Linked DNA regions of Oryzias latipes: region 1 is linked to region 2. Evidence: chromatin contacts called from public Hi-C data. All regions are on one chromosome and are shown on one strand. Each heading gives the region's core, a stretch centred on a gene start, on an enhancer-like site or on the middle of the called end of the contact. The rest is flanking DNA. Distances are from core to core; before and after follow the strand shown. Region 1 overlaps pdzrn3 (E3 ubiquitin-protein ligase PDZRN3). Region 2 holds the start of shq1 (protein SHQ1 homolog).

Region 1 (5,889 bases), core at 371-2,870, 160 kb before region 2:
ACACCAACATTCCCACCCACAACTCACAGGTGAATTTCTAATGAACTACTGCAGCCTTTAGGGGAAACTATAGAAGAACTTCATGGCTGAAAAAAATCCGGTTTTCCTCATCAACAGGAATGTAGGAACCAGAAATTTAAATGTTTTAATGGTTTGAACTAATCTGTTTCTAAAAATGAAGTTTTCTGACTTTGTAAAAGCTGGAAATTAGTTTTAATATTGTTTATTGTCAATTATATCATGTAATTTTTTAGCATAATAATAGTTATTGATTTTCTTCACAACTTTACATTGCAGTTGTTATAATATGAACTGCTGTTCCTTGTTTTTTCAAAAATTATTGAAGGATTCCATGACAAATAAAAAAACATATTTAAAGTACATTTTTAATGGGATATTTATAATTGAAGTTATTTGTAATACACACTAAAATAAAAACAAATATCACTCTTCTAGTAAGCTGGTTTTATTGTGATTTTCCTTATATTGTAAGGATTTTACTGGCTTTTGCTTTTATGCGCAGTGTCCAAACGTTTTGTTAAGTCATATTATTATTATTAATACTATATGGCTAACAATAAATTTCTTTCATAAATTCTATGTAAATTCTATGTAAATTATTATTATTGTTGTTTCTAATAGTTTCTGCTTCTTCTTCTTGTAACAATCACTGATTAACTTCCAGTATAGGAAGTCATCCTCCTAAAAAGTGTTTTTTATTATTTTTTTATGATTAATAATTATTTGCCTTGTCTCTTTTCTCGGAGATTCATTTAATGGTTTCACTTTTTTCCTGTTAAAAATAAAAGCGTGTGCGTGATTCGTAGAAGAGTTACGGTAAAAAGTGGTTTCCAGTGATGTTGCGTTCACTGTCTGTCAGACAATTAAATGTTAGCCATTTGACTATGAAATTAGACCTTTTAAATTTGATGTATTCGGTTTAAAATGATTGGGGGGGGGGGTATAAAACGCATAGATCAGTTTTCTGGGACACTGAACGAAACTCTGTTGATACATATGCGTATATTTCGTGAGAAATATACACTTTCAGATGTTGTCAATCGCTTTTAGCAATCATAAATGTATGTCTGTGTTACTGTTTTAGTTGACGTGTGTTTATAAGTTTCTTTTTGTGGTTTATAAATCGTAAATGTGTGTTTTTTTTACAAGCGCAAACTTTTCTCCAACTTGGACCGGAGGCGCTCCTGAAGGCACCAAAAAGTCGGAGTTTAATTAGTGGAGTTGCGGCTGTGAGTTCAGCTCCCAGTCCGTCTGTGGGAGCGTCTCGCCGATGACCAGCTGAAACCGCCCCACGGCGTTGCGGGGGTGGGGAGTCCACGATTCTCGACTCGGGATCCAGGGGGGGGGGAGATCATCATGGGATTTGAGCTGGACCGCTTCAAGGGGACCGTGGACCCGGACTTCAAGTGCAACTTGTGCAACAAAGTGCTGGAGGAGCCGCTGACGACGCCGTGCGGCCACGTCTTCTGCTCCGGCTGCGTGCTGCCCTGGGTCGTCCAGCAGAGCAGCTGCCCCGTCAAGTGTCAGCGGGTCTCCGCCCGGGAGCTGAACCACGTCCTGCCGCTGAAGAACCTGATCCTGAAGCTGGAGATCAAATGCGACAACCACGCCAGAGGCTGCGATGCGGTGGTGAAGCTGCAGCATCTGGCCGAGCACGCGGAGACGTGCGACTTCTCCCCGGCCAAGTGCCGCAATAAGGGATGCACGGAGGAGCTCCGCCTGCGGGACTTGGACGCCCACATGCGGGAGACGTGCGACTACCGGCCGGTGGGGGTCTGCGACAGCGGCTGCGGCTTGGTGCTGACCCTGAGGGAGCAGAAGCTGAAGAGCCACTGCTGCGTGCGCGCCTTGAAGGCGCACAACAGCGCGCTGCACTGCAGGCTGATCATCCTGGACCGGGAGTGCAAGAAGCAGGCCATCCGGGCCAACCAGCGGGAGAAGGCGCTGCTGGGACAGCTGTCCGCCGTGCACGGGGAGCTGCAGACGACGGCGCTCAAGTACCAGAAGAAGTTCACCGAGTACAGCGAGAGGATCGACTCCCTGACCAGAACCGTGGCTTCCTCCTGCCAGGTGAGTCAGACAACTTTCTGAAAAGACCCACTCCAATGAAAATTCAGCTTTTGATCACGTTCTCGTGGCGTTCTCCCAATGTATTATGAAGACAGTAAAGATTCAAATGGCATTCCTCCTGGGTATCTTTTTTATTCAAATCGTTGTGAATCAGGAGCAGACGAAAAAAAAATGCAGTGTGTCAAACACAACCACTGTGTACATTTTGCGCAAATTGCACGGATGGAAAATCGGTCATATATGAAAAAAACTGGAAATAATGAGAAAAGAGATTTTTTTTACAGATGTACCACGAAGGAACCACATAAAACCAAGGAAGAAGTAGGAATAAACCAATCATACAACACGTAAATCAGTGTAGAACTGTGCGTGATTATTGCGCTGTTTATATATGATTCATTAGTGATTCTTATATAATTTTAATGTCATAAATTATGTGCAATATAAACAGGGGTCTTTTGGGGGCAATAAGCGAAATTAATTTGTGGGCCCTCCAACTGATCAGCAGCACCAACTAAACGCAACTGTTGTTGTAACATAAATGAGATCTCTCTATGAATACTTTTTGTGAATGTATTATTGTTGCTGATGAAGAATTGAATGCAGTTTATTGCCTGCATGCTGGATGCACATTTAGTGGTGCCAAACCAATTTTAAAAGGGCAAAGAAAAAAATATGAATGACAAATGTATAGATATATTTTTTAATGTAACATTAGGCACTCAACAAGCGACATTCACAAAAATCCAACTTATTAAAAACAGAAACTTAATAGCTAATCAAATAACGATAAAACAATCCAAATAAAGAACAACAGCTCAATGAGGGGGATTTTGGAAGGTCAAAGTCTTTATCAGTCGGAAAAGGACCTCTTTGCACTAAATCCATTCTTATTGGATTAGAGAGTGTGGTTGGCCATTCAGCTGGACCAATTGGATTTGATGTAGGTGGAATTTTGGATCCAGTAGCTCCTCTTCTCTTGGAGCCTCTGGAACATAAGATACATAATTTCAACAAAAGCAAACAGTGAAAAGTCAAACCGTCCAATCAAATCTACAGAACAGTTTCTGTGACGCTGGAAGCAGAATGTTGGAAAGAAGTGCCTACACTTTTTTGTGTGTGTGTGCAAATGTATGACTGTTTTTTAAATATTAATGAAACAATAAGTTTGATATTGGTTCTACATTGGCCTGATTTGAACTGACCAGCAGCAGCATCAACGTTTTCCCTTTCAACAGAAGATGTGGTGACAGGAGTTTCTTCTGCAGCTAAAAAAACCCAACAATTATTAGTATACAATAATCAATGATAAAGCTAATAAAATAACTATAGTAGAATACTACTAATATTTTAGTGGCTCATTTAAAATCTGTGTGCAGGTTTTTCACCATTTTATGATCTTTTTATATATTTATGAGAGATATATTGGTCGATTGTGTATTTGCACATGGTCATATTTATTTATGCAATTATGAACAATTTGGGGCTCCATACTCTTCAGCTGCTGTTTATGAAAAAAAGGGGTTATGCAGAAACTGTTCTTTTAAATTACCGTAATTTCCGGACTATAAGTCGCACCGCAGTATAAGTCACACCAGCCCAAAAATGCATTATAAAGTAGAAAAAAACACAGATAAGTCGCACTGGACTATAAGTCGCATTTTAACTTTCACAACCTTATATGACACAATCATAGCAGACTGTTTATCTAATAATTTCACAGTAATTTTTTCTCAAACTTATTTATTTATGCCTTTCATGAAGCATCATTGGCTAACTAATACTCTGTTTTCATCCTGTATTTGTAGAAACAGTTTTCACTTTTATTGCATTTCTGAATCTATGAAATCATTGGAAAATAGAATATTATGTTGTTAGCCTTCAAGATCTTACTGTAAAAAAAGGTTTGCTGATTCTCTGAGTCACTTAACATCCTCTTAACACTTAACATACTTCATATATCAAATTGACCCAGGAACATCATCTCTGTTCCTCACAAATGAACATAACAGGAGGGTTAACAATGTATTTATTTCAATTTATTTCTAATATAAGTCGCTGCGGAGTATAAGTCGCACCCCTTGCCAAACTATGAAAAAAAGGGCGACTTATAGTCCGGAAAATACGGTACTTTACAAGCTATTAAAATGACCTGAGATTCCATCTTCAGTGATGTCAGGAACATCTTGGGGTGTGGATGCTACACCACCTCCAATACTTTTTGAGAGCAGAAGTAACTGTCTGCTGAGAATGATTTGTGCAAAACATCTTCATTATGTAGAACCAAAACTGCAAAATACAAATGAGAAATAAATGTAGCCATTTATAAATAATAAATGTGAACAATAATTTGAGTATAAGTGGAAATATAAGCATTTATACACTTCTTTATCTATTATTTTGTATGTTCATAATTTTAAAATTAGTACATTTATTTTGTTTGTCATTCATAAATGAGAACCTTTATTTCCTTTTTGTATTTGGCAGCTTTGATTCTCCATATTTCATGCCAATGCAAGATTTTAAGACACACATTATTGAAAAAGTCAGACTACCTGACTTGCCATAACAGAGTAACAGCAGTTTTTATACTGACATAACCGGAAAATGCAGAACGCATTAATGTGTTAGCAAAACAATAAAACAATACGATAACATGAGTTCAAACATTTATCAGCCACCATACCGTTATCATTATTTACTTTTCTCTGCTCTCCACCGCTTTGGAAGGTCATGTCCCACGTCTACTTGGAAACTTGGGTATAAGAATTATTTTCGAGTTTTCCATTGGAAATTACGACAAACGGGGTCGTTTATGTGCAAACTTGACCTCGAATCGACAAGTATTTTACGTAAATCGCGCAGCTGCATAGAAAGGCAGGATAGTATAAAAATACGGCCCCCAACATCCTCCAAACTTACCTTGTGATTGATGTTGAAGTTCTTCATCTTTTTTCAGCGCCTGAGTGATAAAGACTCTTTGGCATGATGTCTTGTGGTCGCTTTGATCAATGTGACGAATGTGCTCGTAAATGCACACTGTGCCAGGCTCAGACGCAATGATGTTGACCAATCGTTGCTAAGAGTGGCGTAACGTCAATATTTGGGTTGCCAGATTGGTTGAGGTGTGTTGACGGAGGGGGATCATTAAATTGCAGGCAACATTCTTTTGCACAATATTTAGAGCTCACGTTGGTACGGAAGTGCTATGAAATGGGTTGCCAGATTTGGGCCTTTTTTTTTTCCCACCACTTCAGGGCCCTGGTGGTGACGGCGGGGCCCTACGGCTGCGTAATTTGCATATAGGGAGGGCCGGCCATGAATATAAAAGTCATGCATAGGTGTGGGAAAAGTTTGTTACGTGGAACAGCCGTGGAAAGCCAGGAATTTACCTACGCATTTGCAAAAATCACGCACATTTGCGCAAGATTTAATTAATTGTGTATAAACTATGTAAAATAGGTGTAATTGCCGCTTTGCAGAAGCTATGTTCTACCTATATAAACAACATTTCTTTTAGATTAAATAGACATAATCATAACTGAAAATCTAGTGGGAACGTTCTTAAAACTGATCAAAAGATAATCAGAGTGGGACTTAAAGTAAAAGTTAAAACACATTTAGTTTCAGCATAAAAGATTGTGTTTTGGTGAAAGTCCCCTTAAACTGTTTGACGAGGACCTTTACAGGCTGTAAAATATCCCTCCCAGCGTGCTTTGGGCCTCTGTCCGCTTGTTTGTCTCAGATGGAGTCTAACCTTCCTGGGCTCTGCTTGTTCGGAGGGCAAAGACGCGGTCT
Region 2 (5,799 bases), core at 2,249-4,748:
AAAAGAGTTTAAAGGTAGATGACAGCATCGTCAACAAAGATAAATCATCATTGAAATGAAAGTTTTGTTTGTTTTTATTTGAAAAAATTTGCAAAAGGAACGAAATTGAAAGCCTTTTTTTTTAGTGAATTTGATCCTAAATCCTCTCTGGTCGTCATGGTGATGCTTTCGTTTTTTTCGTTTTTTTTATATTTAATGCCAAATATTTTTGATCAAATCAACCTTATTATATTCTTATATACTATGATTGGCACAGAGGTTCCCCTCTTCAGGGGTCCCAGCCCCTTCAGGGCCCAGTTACGCCCATGTCCACTGCTGAAATGAGCATTTACTCTCTGAGGTAAGAAAGTGTGGACCGCATTAATTCGCTGTTTTACCAGAACGCTTTGAAGATTATCTCCTGAAAGAAAAACTGCCGGGTCAGGAGGGGCTGGAGGACCCGGGCCGTTTGGGATTTCTGTGGCTCTGAATGGTTTATTGGACATAGGTGATAATAAGCTTGGAGTTTAAGCCTTTGGTTAAACTGAGATGGAGCTGCCGTGAAGGCGGCTGCGGGGCGCCGGGGCCCTCTGAGAGCTGCTGCCTCGACCCCTGGTGGTCTCTCTTTGTCTCAGCTCTATGGAAGCATATGTGTTTCATATTTCAAAATAAAAGTCAATACTGGAAATGCCTTTTCATTTTCACAATGAAGCTTTTTTCGATGAATCTAAAAGAAAATGAAACACCGCTCATTTTCATTAAAATTATAAAGAAAATGGTATTTGACATTTCATTTTCCAAAAGTTCTGTTGTGAATGTGTAGCTAATTCAATTACAAATATCTACTTTGACAATATATTGGATTGACAGAAATGGTTTTTCATTGTCACAATGTAACCGCATCTATTGACTCAAAAATAAAATAAAAAATCAATCCTCCCAAAATGCTTTTTCATTTTCCAGGAGGGAGGCGGGGCGATGACATCAGTGCTCACTCTTCTTCTGCGTTGTTGGCCCGACTGGCAAACGTTCTCAAACATCTGTGCACAATTCTTGCTGGGATTAGCTTCCTAGTTGGAGTTACGAACAGTTTCAGAAGTGGAGACATGCAGAAGTTGAGGGAGGAGCATCCATGAAGTACCTTGTAGGTTAGCATTCGTGTGATCATAAAAATGTCCCATCATATAGATCAGTGTTTTTCCTTTTTTGAGCCACGGCACACTTTAACCTTGACAAAAATCCCGCGGCACACCAGCATCCCAAAAAAAAAAAAAAAGCAGAAACTCATAGTCTGTTTTGATCTACAGCCCCCCCCCCCCCCCCCCCCCCCCCGGCAATCTGACGTGCATTTTTGTGATAATTGTGGCAGAAAAAGCAGGATGTTTTTCTAAAAGATGTAATAAAAGTTAAGTTACATACAAACTGTATGTTCGTTGTGTTTTCAAGACGCTGTCCCTTTAAGCCAATGCATCATGGGAGATGTAGTGTGAAAACTGCGACAAAACGGCAGAAAGACTCGCGTCTCTGAGCTTCATGGTTTTGTTCACTTGTTCCACGGTCTGATACCGGATTCTGTGGAAAGTTACACCGCTAAAGACGAGCTTTAGCTGGTGTTTTTGTCGGAACTGACTGAGTTATGAGCTAAATTGGAACAAGGAAGTGGAGACTTTAACCACTTCTGATTGGTCAGACTGATGACATGTGATTAAGCTTTCAAGAATGATTGGTGGAGTCGTGGAGACAGTAAAAGCTGCGGGACTTTTCCTTACACAGTTATAGCTGCAGCTATTTCGCGTTACCGTCATTCTTATCAAAATGTCTTTAATAGAATCAAATAAACACAACGAAAAAAGTATTTTATGATCGTTTATATTCCTAACTACTCAGTGTTTTATCAGGACCTGTTTGGATGAACAAAGAGCTGATTTCCTGGAGATGGTTAATGTTTTTAGATCCGTTAATGAGGGCAATTTTCCACGGCACACTTGACCATCTCCCACGGCACACTAGTGTGCCGCGGCACACTGGTTGAAAAACACTGATATAGATCTCCTCTATCATCTTCTGCATGTGTCCACTTCTGTAAACATTTGGCTAATAATTAAAGGAGCTCAATCCATTATCATTCATCCGTACTGATTTTTCATTTTATTTTTGCTTGAGTCAACGGACGCATATTTGTTGATAAAATAAAAAAGCATTTCCGGTATCGACTTTTATTTTGAAATATGAGACGACTATGCTTCCGTAGGTTACTAGCATCAGTTAGCAACACACCGAAACTTATAAAACTTTATTTGAAGTTGTATTTGTGCTCATAATATTAGGACATCATGAAAAAAATGCAGTTTTAAAAAAATAACATACTAAGTTTCAAAACGACATTACAAACTACATCAACAAACTACATCTATTACATAACTTTTTTTTTTTTTAAACATTTCCTTCTACTTAGACTTGGGCTATGTCCAAATTCTCTTCCTACTCCTTAACTACTTAAAACCTTTATAATGCCCTGGATCTTAAAGGTAACGTCACTCACTCCAGTTCTCATATACAGTCAATGGAAAATCCTTATAAATATGAACATTTTACAAAGACTATTTAAGAATCCACTGTGTTCTGATGAAAACTTGTAGTATTTCTAAAAAATAAATTTACATACTTCTTTTTACATGAATAATCGTCCAAACGCAATGCATTGTGGTCTATATTTGCCAATCTCTTGATCACAGATACTCACTATTTTTTTTCTCAGACTTTTGGTAAATTTCCAGGGCACAGGAATTTAGAGTTGTAGATGTGGACACCCCAACAAAATTGTAAACGTCCAGTAATTAAAAACAATATTTTTAATAATTTTCAAAGAGAGTTTAGCTTTTATTAGTTTTCTATGTTACATGATTCTTTTAGGAATAAAATTAGAAATGACCTAAGAATATGTTCCTGAAATCTAATAGAATCATAAACGTTTATCCAAATGAAATCAGTTCTGGAATTTGGATATGATATCAAAGCCTCATTTTTCTTTCCTAAAGATATTTATAAATATATACATATATCAACTACAAACCGAAGTTTATCTAGCCAGATGCCATTAAATATCACTAAACAACAATGTCTTAATGGATGCACAATGGAGTATGTTACAGGATTTTCAGGAATAAAGTTTTATTTTATTGTATTTAAATTCTATGCTTTTATTCGACATTGTTAGCATTATGAAAACTGATTTATTTGATCATGGATTATTCTTAACAAAGTCAAGGTGACGTGGATTTTCTTTTACTCAGTCATGTTCAAATACTTAAAAGGAAAAACTATGTAAATTTCAATCGGATTTTTGTTTGTGGACATTTATTTTAAAAGAGGTTTGTAAAGCTTACAGAGATCAAGAGTTCTGTATATTATTCTCACAGCGCTTCTAGGTGAACACATTTTATTTGCTAATGTAACGCTTAATTTCACTCGTAAAATATATAAAACTGCTCAAAACCTTTGAAAGCGACCAGCTGATGTTTTATGAAGCTGACTCAAATCAAAGTGCGCGTTTGTATCATATATTCCGGTAAAGTTTGGACCACCTTCCTCTGAGCACCGGCTGACTGTGATAACTGTGTTTTGGTGAGTATTTTGGCTTCTTTTCATGCTAACACGCCACTTTTTTAGTCAAACTTTGGCAGACATGTTGGAGCAGTGCAGCATTCCTGTATAAAGTGGAGCGCACGCGCCGTTAATTCGCCGGTTTCCGGTCGTTGCTGTGACAACCACGAGGGAACCAGTCACGTTAGCTTGTTTAGCGGGCTAACAGCTTGCTAACTGCGGTCAGAACTTTCTTTTAATATTCTCAGCTTTCTGGTTCTACGTTATTGTTGACGAAGTATCTGTTTTAAACACGAAAACGTAATGTTTCAAGAGTCATTGGGTTTAAAAAAACTAAAGTTCGGTGAGGAAGAAAACGGATGAAATACAAAACAAATTGGTTTAAATTGTTATTGCAGCTTTATTTTAGTGTTAAAAGCTGCGTGGTCGCCACAGTAGACACAGCGTTTGCGGATAGCAGCTTTAAATCGTCACTGTTATGTTAGACTTCAGCTGTGTTGACAATGTTCTTCCATGTGCTGCACGTGTGGAGCTGCTGCAGTACCAGAGCCATCCACTAGATGGCGGGCTGCATCAGCCCCATTGTAAATCATAGCAGACTGGGATTCTTCATAACTCCGCTGGACCTTCTCACTGCAGGATTTCCCCAACATTTGGCTTCACAATGATAACTCCTGCTTTCGAGCTGAGCCAAGATCCAGAATTTCTGACCCTCAGCGCCCGTGTTCCCTTCACCAGAACCTCTGAGTTTGACCTCTTTATTGATGGCACAGATCTGAAGTTTTACGCTAAACCCTATTTCCTAAGGTGAGTTCATAAATATAGAGATTTTGCGTTTGCTGTTCCCTCACTGGGTCTTTTCAAATGTTCCCTTATTGTCAGATTAACTCTTCCTGGAAGAATTGTGGAGGATGGCAGAGAAAAAGCCACATTTGACATCGATAAAGGTAAGCCTCCTGCATTTCCAAGACCTGGGAAAATATTGACGAGTAGATAGTACGAGTTTTTTCAATGGATGTGATAAGCATTAGTGCAAAAAACATTTTTAAGAAGTCTGGTATTAAAGATCATTTTTCAGTTTCAGTATGAAATTTAGAAATATATAACATTAATTATTGAATCTACTTTTTCTGCTCGTGTTCTATTCAGAAAACTTGTGGCATTAAATTTGATAATAGTGTTGTAAATTTTTCATTTCCTGGTTTATTCTAAAAAAAAAGTAATACGGAGGCGTCAACAGGAAGCTGCTTTTTGAAACTGTATCAGAGCTTTCAGACCTACGACACACTTGAGAAAATATAATCAGTGCTGCATTTTAGTGTGTCGTAGGTCCCAATAGAGTTTGTCTCCCATTTCCAAGTACATTCATCTAACAACAATCTGGATATTTCAGAAAGTACATGTTGAGAATCTGACATAAGTTATGTCTTATTTTCTTCCGGGTGGTCTAAGGTTTTCTGCGGGCAAGAAATGGGCAAACCTGTTCGTGGGCCCACAGGTTGGCCGTTTAAAATGTTAGGGTCATAGATCGTTCGATGAACCCACAGGGTGAAAATGTTCATTTCTACGGGGATGCTGCCGGCGACAGGTTGTAGTGAAAAGTTATACAACATCTAAAGGCCCGTACACACCAGGACTAATATTCGCCAGGCGTTATTCTTCAGCGTTTTTCGCCACGTTTTTTGTGTTCACACCCAGGCGATTTTCGCTGACAATGAGCCGAGCGAACATGCAATTTCATTCCCTGACATTAGATGGCGCTTAATGTAAACAGAAATACTCCTGTACACAAGGTGGCGCTGCGCAACTTTACGATTCTTAAAGTCGCTTTTCACTCAGAAGAAGAGAGCAAGTATTTACGTGCTTGTCAGAATCATACAAAGAAAACATGAATATTTCAAGCACCAGTTGCTCCAACTGGTGCTTGTTTCGGGGATATTTTAGAATGTCCGTCATTATTTCTTCGTGGCAGTGTAGACGCTACTTGGCGTCTATCTTCTTCGCTGGTATATGTGCTCAGCAAGGCAGTTTTGTGTTTGAGCGCCCCCAAGTTGTGTTTTACTGTAATTTCAGAAGCTCCAGACACGTGTGCAAAAGCGCCATTCTCATTGGTCGAATAGATTTCGACGCGATGTGTCGAAAAAAAACAACAAACCCGAGGCGTTTTTTTTTTTTGACGCTTTGACGCGTGGCGTTTTTTCGCGTCGGTGTGCACAC

Evidence for each region. A called contact is a pair of places that touch in the nucleus more often than the background predicts.
Region 1: a contact with region 2 is called in a Hi-C map of embryo, with 2.7 times the contacts expected there. The contact joins the enhancer-like site here to the promoter of shq1 in region 2. A contact is called at or near these places in 3 of 5 Hi-C or Micro-C datasets (embryo and fibroblasts).

The regions. Positions count from the first base shown.
Region 1 is chr5:22,046,907-22,052,795 of ASM223467v1, reverse strand. It overlaps pdzrn3 (E3 ubiquitin-protein ligase PDZRN3), which reads left to right. Exons shown (of 10, transcript XM_023955096.1): 2 at 1,171-2,091. The coding sequence starts at 1,378. Among protein-coding and RNA genes, the nearest start is that of pdzrn3, 9.0 kb to the left of the region's middle. Within about 2 kb of position 1,620, at least 7 of the 8 cell types and tissues checked have an H3K27ac peak or open chromatin away from gene starts, as enhancers often do. A contact at or near this core is called in embryo, where this site is marked.
Region 2 is chr5:21,892,745-21,898,543 of ASM223467v1, reverse strand. It overlaps shq1 (protein SHQ1 homolog), which reads left to right and starts at 3,498. Exons shown (of 12, transcript XM_023955093.1): 1 at 3,498-3,603; 2 at 4,222-4,389; 3 at 4,465-4,529. The coding sequence starts at 4,247.